3 separate regions of the Mus musculus genome follow, and regions 1 and 2 are each linked to region 3. A link is a contact called in public HiChIP or PLAC-seq and promoter capture Hi-C data. All regions are on one chromosome and are shown on one strand. The core of a region is the stretch at or near the end of the contact, and the rest is flanking DNA. Distances in the headings are between cores, read along the strand shown.

Region 1 (4,018 bases), core at 1,427-3,926, 550 kb before region 3:
AGAAGGGAGCATTACTAGAGGGAGTGATCACACTGGCAGACAGGAAGCCAGAGTGAGTGGAGAGGGCAAAGTTTCTAGCACGATAACACTTGGGAAACACACCCAGATCAGAGCAAACCATTACAAATGGAAGCACACAGTATATAACCTTTTTTTTTTTTTTTTTTTTTTTTGAGACAGGGTTTCTCTGTATAGTCCCAGCTGTCCTGGAACTCACTCTGTAGACCAGGCTGGCCTTGAACTCAGAAATCCGCCTGCCTCTGCCTCCCAAGTGCTGGGATTAAAGGTGTGCACCACCACTGCTTTTATCCCCTCGCTTTGCCTATCCAGGTTGCTGTACGTATTAGCTCTTCATTCCTGAGTAAACTAGTCCATGGTGCCTATACTTCTGTTTACTCGACTGATCACTGACTGAAGGACACCTGGGTGTTTACACTGTCTTTGATGATCACAAAATGAAGCTGCTGCAGGTTTTTCTCTCTCGTGGATAAAGACTCATGACTGCTTCGGCTGAGTTAGACCATAGCTACATTCTTGGTTTTACAAGAAACTGCCAACTTGTTTTCTATAGACTTCAACATTTAGAATTGTCAGTACTTTTATTTAACACTCTAAAAAAATATGGTATTAGCTCATTGTGGTTTGTTTGTTTTTGCTTTTGTTTTTTGAGATAGGGTTTCTCTGTGTAGACCAGGCTGACCTCGAACTCAAGTTCACCTGAGTGCTAAGATTAAAGGCATGTTCCATCTGGATGGGGATCCAGAGTTCATTGTGGTTTTCATTCAATTTTTTCTGGTGGCTAATGAAGTTAGTCATTAAGCCTTATTTGCCACCTGTTTTTTTTTTTTTTTTTTCTCTTCGGTGTTTTGCCCATATCCTTAATTGGATTTGAAAAACACCATGTAGTAGTCCTTTGTTAGATGTGTGGTTTGCAAATATTTTCTTGTAATCTGTGTGTATAAAAACCTCTTGATAAAAGTCCCGTTAGCCCTAGAGGCCAATTAAGAGAAAACTAATATTAGCTAACATGCTGAGTCTTTCAATATGTGAATAAGGTATACTTGTCCATTTCTCTAGGTTTTTGTTGGTTTCTTTCACAAGCATTGTACAATTTTTAGCATATAGGTGCTATTCCTGTTTATAGCTAAGTATTTTATATATTTTGTTTGTTTTTGTTTTTGTTTTTTTTGAGACAGAGTTTCTCTGTGTAGCCCCGGCTGTCCTGGAACTCACTCTGTAGCCCAGGTTGTCCTCAAACTCACAGAGATCCACCTACCTCTGCCTCCCAAGTGCTGGGATTAAAGGCGTGCACCACCATAGCCTGGCTGCTGAGTATTATTTTTAACCACACTTAGATTATGACTGTTTAATTTTTGTTTTAATTTCCACATCTTCCACATTGGTAGAGTGTTTTAGGAAGGCAGCTGTCGATTGTGTACTGATCTTTCACTTGATAACTTTGTTGAACTCACCTACGTAGCACAAGTGCCCTAAGAGAGTGGATGGAGGCGGATCAAAAGATTTAGAGATGTGACAATACAGGGGGTAACTGTGGTGATGGTCCCATTTGGTGATAGGCTTAGATACTACTTAAACAGGAAGCTGGTGACAGGCAGCTTCCCACCTAAAGCTAGGGCCCTGAACAGAGAAGTCTGAACTGCCCTCTCAATCTCTCAGGTAGAATGTCAAGACATCAAAGTCCCCACCCCAAGGCAGCTCCAGGCCATAGGAGGAGGGCATAGGGGCTTAGGTCTTCAGAGTGAGTGTGAACTATGGCCTGAGGGTAAGCAGGGGTTAGATAGATATGAAAGGAAAGGGCATCAAAGAGGGCAAAGACCACAGGCCTTATCATGGGTCTCAGGGGGACTGGCCCTTGCAGGGCACCACCAGGTTTTTCTCATTTTTCTCCTTACTGGACAGGACTTTACCTACAAATGGGGAAATACATCTGACATGCACACAGCCCCACTAAGAACACACAAAAGGCTGGAACCGCACAATAAGCTTGTTCAGACCCGTATGATTGACAGGTGGTACCATCCAATATTGAAGATAAACAGCAGGAATGCTGGTAGGTTGAGGCCAGCCTAGGCTACAACAGTGAAACTCCTGCTCAAAACTCAAATCCCTAAGCCCAAGAAATGAACAAAAAGGAATGTTAATCCTGAGGGCAAGACCATCGGGATGTGTTTGAAGGAGAGAAAACCTCTTCACTGAGAGAAAGCCACCTCCTGCCTCTGTATGGCCAGTCCCCCTATTCCTCCACAGCACAGCCTGTTCTCTGCCCCACCAGCTGGTCACTCATTCACACTAGTCTGAATAGGGCTTTTGGTACACTGGCCTTCTCTTGAACCAGCCAGGCCAGACACAGTGGCAAGTGTCAGATGACTCTTGTCAACTGCTTTAGGCCAGAGTCAGGCGACAAGGGCAAATTAAAGAGTCTGGAAGCTATCTATCTACTCGCGGGCAGGGATGGTGTAGTTAGGTTCAGCCTTTCCTCGTCCTCCACCCCGCCTCTTTCTCCTCTAGGAGGAGTCTAGTGACAGGCCTAGATTGGAGGCTTTTGGAACTGTTCCGGCTCTCCTCCTCCAGATTGGCCTCAACTTCAACAATTTGGAGGACCTTTAAGGAAATGCAGACTTTGCTGAAGTAGAGACCCACTTCCCGCACCTACCACTGCGAACGTGTTCCTAGTACAGGCCACACACACACTTGTATCCAAGTTACCTCTAAAAGGGAATTTTTCCCCTCCAGTTTCCACCTTGCCGAGTAATTCTGGCTTCTTTCACCAAACTTGTCCTTTGGGGCGGAGACTAACCAGATCATTCCGCCCCGCCCTGCTCCTGGGACAGCCTGCCTACAGCCTCAGCGCGTTGCAGTGTATGAAAGTGGGCGGCCTGCGGACACTGGCATGGCCGGGACTATGGATAGGCTGGAAGACTGCAACAGCCCGGAAACATCTGGGACCGCCGGAGACGCGTTGCCTAGTCCCCGAGTGTATGCGCGTCGCTGGGTCTTTCTGCTGGTGGTCAGCCTCCTGAGCTGCTCCAATGCGATGGTACAAGGGTGCTGGGTCGGGCGGGGCGGGGTCTTTGTAGCAGCCTCAGCGCCAGCAAGACTGTTTTCGTGCGGTCACAGAAAAACGACCTTTCTTCTGGCTCATCAAGTTGTAGAAGAAGGGGCAAATGCCTGTCCTGCCCGATGTGGAGCAGCCAGGGAAACAGGTGTCTTAGGCTCAAGGGTCTCAGCCCTGCAACATGTTGTTTTCTCGAACTATCCCTAGCCCCCAAATGCTGGACCCTTCGTCCTTCCCTCTTCATCCCATCAGGCGCACTTGGACTGCAAGTGGTCCTCCCAAGGCACAGGTACACAGCACTTGAGTTTGAGCGGAGGGAGAGAGAGCGTGGAGCTGCTACCATCAGCTGTTCAATCCTGTTTCTGGTGCTGGATCCGGTACCTGTAAAGGAACTTTGGGTCACATGCGGCCACTCAGCTGGATAGGTAGCATTTGGGCCATACAGCTAAGAATTATAACAAATATAGCACAGACTGTGCCGAGCATGTGGGACCATGAAGCCCACTGGTCACAGTGGAGACCCAGCCAGGATGGTGACACGATCAGGTGTCCAGCACACTAGGGGTTCAGTTGCCAACTGGCATTCCGTGCGAACCAGCAGCAGGTTGAATCGCATGGCCTTTCCTTTTTCCCCCCGGCTGTGCTGGTTGTGAAGAAAGAGCTTTGAGTAAAGGTGTGAATACATGTCATGAGCCTGGAGTATTCTAACTGTGGCAATATCAGAAACTTCTCTCCTGGTAGCTAGCTTTGCTGAGACTTGTTGCTGTGGGTTGGCTCACAGTTCCCCTTTCTAACACTGGGAAACATAACTGGTTTGGGGTAGCTGTCTGAGGACACACGTAGAAATCTACTTGAGTTTTTCCTTTTGTAGATAAGGCAGGTTCCTGGGACACTTGGGTGATGTCCTGCTGTCCTAATGGAGATGGAATATTACCCTGATAC
Region 2 (4,120 bases), core at 617-3,116, 540 kb after region 3:
CTTCAAGTAATATACTAGAATATCATATCAAGTAATATCTAGAATATCATATCAAGAGTTTTGTGTGGTATAGCACACCTGCTGGGAGGCAGAAGCAGGAGGATTGCTGAGTTCAAATCCACTCTGGCCTACAAAGTGAAGTCTGGCTACACAGTAAGCAAAGACAGGAAGGGAAGGAGAGAGGGAGGGAGGGAGGGAGTGAGGGAGGGAGGGAGGGAGGAAGGAAAGAAGGAATTCTAAATACTAAGGCGCTATACCAAAAAACTCTATGCAGTATTTTTTTCTAACTTTCAAAGCATTTATTGAATATTTAAGTTAAATAATTCAAATTAATAGTCATAGTTTTATCCCACAAATAAAAGACAAGGTGCTGTAACTTATTAGGCCACAAATGCTTTATTAGATAAAATTACAATTAATTACAATTTAAAATACTAAATGCAACTTAGATTTTTCCAGTATTGTTTTATGCTTAAAAGTCAAATATAAGAAATACTTTGTAATAAGAACTCTAAAATGAGTTTTAATGTAATGTATTAAAATAACAAATTCTAACCAAAGTAAAAATTCTTTTAAATTTTACAAAATTGTTCCCCTCTATATACTCAGAAATGTGAAAACCAAATCAGCGACTAGCTCTACAAAAAATAAATGAATCAAAACCAAAGGAAAACAGAATCGCTGCCAGCCAGCAGACCCTGACTGTCAACTGCAATTCTTTACGCTGGAGTTTCTGTGAGGTTCTTTTTAATTAAAAAGAACTGAACCTCACAAGAAACATCCCATTAACAATAAAGCACATTTTAGGGAAGAAAGCGCCCTGGGTTCTGCATTTGCTGCTTGGTTAAAATGGAACACCATTGGTGGGGTGGACAGTGATCACATGGCAGCTGTCCAACTAGTAATAGAAAACATGAGTGGCCTGGCTTAATACAACTGACAAACTGCACAAGAAAATGTGGTACTTCCATCTTTTTCTATAGATGATAGGTAATAATATGTAGTTAAAAAACATAAATTAAAAAAAAAAAAAAACTCTCTACAAATTTTGGGGTGAGTGGCTTCTTAATTCAAAGCGACAGTTCAACTCAGAAAGCAGTGTCCAAACAGGACACACTTCACATCGGAGTGACCCAAAGTACAATGGGAACACACTGAGGCCTCCCAAATAATGTTTTCATTAAGAAGTGAAAGCAGCACCCGCAGTTTTTCAATCTCGTACATTTCCTTAGGAGACCTCCCATCAGGCCCAAGTCACATCCTTTCCTTCTTTTATGGAAAGAGTAAGGATTTTATTAAGGATGTTGGCATCCAAAGCATAGGTCCTCCTCTACACATTCTCCGGACGCTACAGGAAAGGCCACCCCCCCACCCCCACCCCCACCACCGCAGCGGTGCCTACGAGCCAGCTAACCTGGTTCAGAATCGCTGCTGTCGGAGGAGCTCGAGTCGCTGCTGCTGCTCGCGGACCCCGAGGAGCTGCTGCTGCTGCTGCTGCCGCTGCTGCTGCTGCTGCTGCCGCTGCCGCTGCCGCTGCTGCTGCTGCTGTCGGTCAGGCGAGACCCACTGGCCAGCTCCGGGGGAGGCGGCGGGGGCGGGGGCGGGGGCGGGGGCGGGGGCGGCTTCTCCACTGCAAAACAGGGAGCGTTAACAGCGGTCATGGCTCACGGGTGGGCGCGGAGAAACCGCCACCTACCTTTTGCTGGACGTTTCGTTTGCCGTTTCCTACAATTCAGCTGATTGTTGACGTCCAGCAACCGCCTCTCCAGCTCCAGCTTTTTTTCAGAATGGAGCTCCTCCTTAGACCTGACAACCTTCTTTGCTGTGAGAGGAGGAGCAACCGTGAGTGCGGGGAGGGGCCTGGAGGTGGGGCGTGGCCTAGAGGCAAGATGGGGCGGGACCTAGGGATGGGGCTGGGCCTGGCCTACCTTGGGGCTTCAGCGACCTCTTCCTCAGACAGGCCAGGACATACTTCTCCAGTTCTCTAAGTGTGGATGCCTTCAGGGTCTCAAAGTCGATCTCGATCTCGTCCGGGTTGGAGTTTCTCAGGGAAGGCTCCCTTGACTGTATTATGTGAACTATTCGACCAAGCTTGTCTCCAGGCAGTTTGTTTATGTCCAAGCTCAGCTGCCTTTTCTCATCGTAGTTCATAGGCTTCGCATTGTCTTCCTCTTCCGATTTCAAAAGCGGCTTCTTCTTCTTTGGTTGACTGTAACAAAATTATATATTGGTTTCATATTTTTAAAACATTTTTGTTGGTGTGGGAATTTCATACAATGTACCCACATCACACAGGCATTCAGTTCATCTTGATCCAGGCCCTCACATAGGCTAACTGTGTGGTCCTTCACTGAGCCTGCCTCCTGGGCAGTCACTCACTGAACATGCTTACTTGATTTTGGCCTTCTCCTTTTGCTTCATTTGCTTAGGCTTTTTCCTTGGGTTTTCATCTCTGTTATTAACCTTTTTCCTTTTTGGCGCCCTTTTGGACTTCTCATTCTTTTTCTTCAGCTTACGTAATGGAACTTGGGACAGAACTTGCAGCTGCTGATGAACAGCATTAAGCTGGGAAAGGAAAAAATAAAAGCCTTTAAACATTTATGTCTCTAAAGCACTAAAGATACTAGAAAAACATGGTACTCCAAAGTCATGCCACCCTTTGTGAAATTCATGTCATGTTCTACTTCCTTCAGGATTTTGCTTCATTTTGGAATTTCAGTGTTTTGAAGGGTATATAAATAAATAAATAATAAACAAACTGTATAGTATAACATAGTATAGTAATAAAAACACTACAGCCCAACATTTCTCAGTATTAAAGTTTCTTTCAAAAGATATATATATCTTACAGGTGGTTGTAAGTAGCCTGGTACACATGCTAAGAACTGAACTCAGGTGCTCTGGAAGACCAGCCAGTGCCAATAACTGCTGAGCCATCTCTCCAGCCCTAGTCTTCAGATATGACCTCAGTAAAAGTTACTATTTTATCACAGAAAGTAGCAAGTGATCTCATTCTAAAATATTCCACATTATACCAAAAATCACTTCAGTAAGAATCAACTACTCAGACTATAAATGCAAATAGCAGAATTGTAAATAATTCCCAGGCATCATGGTGCACACCAACAATCCCAGCACTTGAAAGGCAGAGGCAGAAGGAGCAGAAGTTTATGACAAGCCGGGTACATGAGACCATTTCAAAGAGGAGGAGGAGGAGGAAGAGGAGGAGGAAGAGGAATAAAATGTGGTGGTAGTGGCTCTAGAACTATAGTATACAGATATTTGAGTAGGAAATTTTGAACATGGCAAATATGCCAAAAACTAACTAAAGCTATAGACATTAGGTGATGCAACTAAAGCTATAGATGGCATTAGGTGATCTAAACATAACAGCTGTGACTCTGCAAGCAGTGCACCACTGACTAGCCGCTTGGGAACCATCAACACTTGCGTCATATACGGCCACCTGCTCCTGAAGCTTGGCAAGATGCTGCACTCGTTCATCCTCAGAGTCTTCAGAAGAGGCGTCCCCCGAGGAGGCCTCGCTGCTGCTTTCTCTGCTGAGGGCTTGTGCACTGTTTGTTGTAAGGTGGCATGCATGCATACTCTCAATAGGTTCATCGGGAATCTTGGCAAAATGTAGTTCAAAAACATCCTATAATGCAAAATTAACCTGTTCACATTTTTTGGTTTATTTTGAGACAGAGTTTCACCATGTCCAGGCTGGCCTGGAGTGCACTATGTAGCCCAGACTGCCTTGGAACTTGAAATCCTCCTGCCCACCTCCAGAGTGCTGGGATTGTAGGCATACACCACCTGGTTTGATTTTCTCCATTTCTGATTTAATGCAACAAGAACACCTTTAAAAGTACACATGGCTGGGAGGTGGTGGCTCACATCTTTAATCCCAGCACTTGGAAGGCAGAGGCAGGCGGATTTCTGAGTTCGAGGCCAGCCTGGTCTACAAAGTGAGTTCCAGGACAGCCAGGGCTATACAGAGAAACCCTGTCTCGAAAAACCAAACCAAACAAACAAACAAACAAACAAACAATTACACATGGAGATACCTGGGCAGCCGTCTTTAAGCCACACCAGAAGAAGTGCAGCATGATGATTCTGT
Region 3 (3,706 bases), core at 247-2,746:
CTCTGCAAGGGGAAAAAAAAATTTAACCAGGGAAGGTTCCACCTTGAAACAGTCTTCAGAAACTAAAACAGAAAAAGTTCATACCTCGCCGCCTTCGAAATCTCACTTGGTATCTTTTAAAGTAGGCCTTATTCTTGACAACTTTCACAAACCCCTTTAAAGGAAAAAAAAAATTATCAGGGCTTTGCTAATTGTTTCGTCCCATGACTTTTTTCTTTTGATACAGGCCAACTATGTAGCCCAACATGACCTAGCATTTGGTAGTTTCTGAGCGCCGAATTAATAGGCAAGAACCACCTGGGTTTTGGTCTGTATTTTTTTATTTAACTATGTAACAAAATCATGCCCAAGTTTCAAAAGCAAATTATTACAAGTGTCAACTTCTATAGCATGTTTCTAAGCTGACCGGAAACAAGAATCGCTGTTGTGCAGTGCTCAACCTTTAATAAGGTTAGTTCCTCATGCTGTGGTGACCCTTCCCCAAACCATAAATCTCGTTGCTGCTTCGTTAATTTAATCTTGTAGTTATTCATCGTTAATACAAATATCTGACAGATGGGTTAAGAACCAGATGGAGAACTGCTGTTGCACTGGTTCTCTTCGCCAAACACACCTAACTAAGCCTCAGAAAACACGTAAAGATGGCTGGGCGGAATAGGGCACCGACCCAAGTCGCTCCATCCACAACTGCAGGCTCCTTACTACAACTTGCAGGTACAAAGACATTTTCGTACTGCCTTTAAACAATCTTTCAATTCCTGTACCACTGATCGATCCCTACGCCAAACCGCCGGGATGTATCACCTACACCGGAGCCAATCTGTGCCGACAACTGCACACCTCACCGAGAAAGTTCAACCACTCGGCGCTCACTTCCTCCCTGCCTAAACCGGGCTCAAATGGCAGAGTACGATCTACAATTACTCCTCGCAAATGAAGAGCTGCACCCCACCTCTCAAGTCCGATCTCAGCAAATCTCTGAAAACAGGGCCAGACTCTGGCCAGGAAGAGCCAGGGGCCGCCACATCCCTTCCGGGACGCAGCAGCGCCACGGCCTCCACTGACAGACACTCCCGGCTTCAGGGCTCTGTGCGAGGCCGAGGGATTCGGGCTTCCGTGGCACGGCCTCCTGACGACCCCGGAGACAACTGCGGCTGGCAGCCGGACTCGGAAGCCTCGTCCCGAGCACCCTCCGCCGCGGCCCCTCCCCCGGCTGGCACCCGGCAGCCATTAGGCCACGCTGGAACGGCGGGCGCAGAGCCGGGAATCGAATGCCATCTGCCCCCCGGGTCGCACGAGCCGACCCCGAGCGGGCATCCGCGAGAGGAGGGGGCACCCCGGTGCACGCACGGGCCTGAGACCCAGATGCCCACTCACCATCCTGCGGAATAGAGACCCGCAACCGCGGCTCCACGCAGACCTGCAGAGTCGGCCGCGCTAAGGGGGAAAAAGACCGGAGTCACGTACGCATGCGCAGTATGTAGCACCACCAGCACGCAAGCGACGTGAGAAAGAGTGGCTGTAGGCCTCAAGATGCGCGGGCTATCGCCCCCTGCCGGTAGGAGGATGAATGTCATCTTCCTCCTCTCAACGAGCATGGAGGATGGGCGATGAGAAAGGGAAATAGAGGCTTTTTGCGAGGACTTTTTTTTTTTTTTTTTTGGGGGGGGGGTGGTTTTTCGAGATAGGGTTTCTCTGTGTGACCCTGGCTGTCCTGGAACTCACTCTGTAGACCAGGCTGGTCTCGAACTCAGAAATCAGCCTGCCTCTGCCTCCCAAGTGCTGGGATTAAAGGCGTGTGCCACCACTACCGGGCAGGAGGACATTTTTAAAAACACGCTCGGCATGCACGCACACACACCACACTTATATAATTATTTTTCTAAGCAGGAGGGGGTAAAAATTAAGTTAAATACATGAATTTGCCTATGCTGAAATCTTGCCTTCTCCATGACTTGACTCACTTCTGGAATATATATTTCGGAATTCCCAGCACACAGGGCCGCCGGGAAGCTCAGCCTCAGAGCCTCAAGTTTGAGTTAGAAGAGACTCTTCTGCCTTTGCATAGCATCTTGACATCTGCTTCAAGCATACTTTTCATTCTCCAGCACTTCTCAGAGTGCTGACCTCCAGTCAATTCTTAGTTACCTGTTACATGGTGAAAACAAAACAAAACCCACTGCACTCTCCTGTTGCCTTTATGCTTCCATTGTCCCCAGAATTCCTGACATTATGAGCGCCGCCTCCTCCATCACTCTTAGTCCCCTTCCTCAAGAAGTTTCTTTTTAGGACTGGGTGTGCAGCTAAGAATTGCAGCCTCAGTACTTAGAAGGGAGAGGAAAAAGAATCAGAAAGTGCAAGGCTAGCCTAGGCTACCTAGTGAATTGGAAGCCAGCCTGGGCTGCCTGAAGGAAAAGAAATGCATACAAACAATTATTTAAACACGTGAAAGAACAGTTATAAGGCTGAGAGCTTTAGAAAGTCTAAAAAAAGTCTGAGAGCCGGGCAGTGGTGGTGCACGACCTGGGAGGCAGAGGCAGGCAGATTTGAGTTTGATGCCAGCCTGGTCTACAAAGTGAGTTCCAGGTCAGCCAGGGCTACACAGAGAAATCCTGTCTCGGAAAACCAAAGTCAATGAGAATGCAATTTGAAAATTGCTTCCCTAGCCGGGCGTGGTGGCGCACGCCTTTAATCCCAGCGCTCGGGAGGCAGAGGCAGGTGGATTTCTGAGTTTAAGGCTAGCCTGGTCTACAGAGTGAGTTCCAGGACAGCCAGGGCTACACAGAGAAACTCTGTCTCAAAAAACAAAACGAAACAAAAAAAAAAAAAAAAAAAAAGAAAAGAAAAGAAAGAAAGAAAAGAAAAAACAAAACAAAGTTGCTTCCCCAAATTCTGTGTACCCAATTATTTTTAGCAATAGCATTTTATGACACTGGTGCTCAGATTTTGGAGGGGCAGTGGGACTCCTTAAAAATATTTGTATTTTTATGGATAGCTCAGCAGGTAAAAGTGATTGCTATACAAACCTGATGTACTGACGTCAGACCCCCGGAACCCTTATGGAAAGCCAGGAATGGAGTATGTACCTGTAATCCCAGCATTCCTGTGGTGAGATTCCAGGTTGAAGCCGAATCCCCTAGAAGTGTGTGGGTCAGCAGCAGCAATCAATAGAAAATGTCCTACAGCTGGATCTCATGTAGGCATTTTTCTCAGTGGAGGCCACCTCCTCTCTAATGATTCAGATCTTGGAGTTTCCCAGCTCCCACAAGGCAGCTCACAACTTTCTGAAACCCCAAAATCTAACACTCACACAGACACACATCTAGGCAGAACACCAAATAAAATAACACATTAAATAAACAGACAAACAAATGATAAAATGCTCATAATAAAATAATAAATAAAACACACATCAAATAAAAATAAATACTTTTTAAAAAAAAGTGTGCTCAGTTATTGTACTAGCTGGTTTTCTGTTTCAACTTGACACAAGTTAGAGTCATCAGAGAGGAGTTGAGAAAATGCCCCCATGAGGTCCAGCTGTAGGGCATTTTCTTGGTTGGTTGTTGATGGAGTAGGGCTCAGCTCATCCTGGGTGGTTCTATCCCTGAGCTGTGGTCCTGGGCTCTAAAAAAAAAAAGCAGCAGAGCAAGCCAGTAAGGAGTACCTCTTCATGGCCTCTGCATCAGCCTCTGTCTCCAAGTTC

What was found. HiChIP or PLAC-seq counts read pairs in DNA pulled down with a chosen protein or histone mark. Capture Hi-C pulls out chosen DNA fragments and counts their contacts.
Region 1: a contact with region 3 is called in a promoter capture Hi-C map of liver, with 2.1 times the contacts expected there. The contact joins the promoter of Mfsd7a here to the promoter of Rpl5 in region 3. A contact is called at or near these places in 12 of 39 promoter capture datasets (the 3T3-L1 cell line, 3T3-L1-derived adipocytes, the HPC-7 cell line and 9 more), 1 of 115 datasets of contacts at active chromatin or transcription factors (astrocytes) and 2 of 9 other capture datasets (adipose tissue and liver).
Region 2: a contact with region 3 is called in an H3K4me3 HiChIP or PLAC-seq map of the SCID.adh cell line, with 8 read pairs. The contact joins the enhancer-like site here to the promoter of Rpl5 in region 3. A contact is called at or near these places in 4 of 39 promoter capture datasets (the HPC-7 cell line, hippocampal neurons, liver and 1 more) and 2 of 115 datasets of contacts at active chromatin or transcription factors (the SCID.adh cell line and pro-B cells).

What each region holds. Positions count from the first base shown.
Region 1 is chr5:108,447,758-108,451,775 of GRCm38.p6, reverse strand. Mfsd7a (major facilitator superfamily domain containing 7A) reads left to right here and starts at 2,676. Exons shown (of 10, transcript NM_172883.3): 1 at 2,676-3,058. The coding sequence starts at 2,912.
Region 2 is chr5:107,357,282-107,361,401 of GRCm38.p6, reverse strand. Brdt (bromodomain, testis-specific) reads right to left here. Exons shown (of 19, transcript NM_054054.2): 9 at 3,467-3,655; 10 at 2,393-2,565; 11 at 1,929-2,209; 12 at 1,697-1,822; 13 at 1,415-1,630. Among named protein-coding and RNA genes, the nearest start is that of Brdt, 28 kb to the right of the region's middle. Within about 2 kb of position 1,866, at least 306 of the 459 cell types and tissues checked have an H3K27ac peak or open chromatin away from gene starts, as enhancers often do. A contact at or near this core is called in the SCID.adh cell line, hippocampal neurons and liver, where this site is marked.
Region 3 is chr5:107,898,318-107,902,023 of GRCm38.p6, reverse strand. Rpl5 (ribosomal protein L5) reads right to left here and starts at 1,496. Exons shown (of 8, transcript NM_016980.2): 1 at 1,378-1,496; 2 at 85-154; 3 at 1-2. The coding sequence starts at 1,380.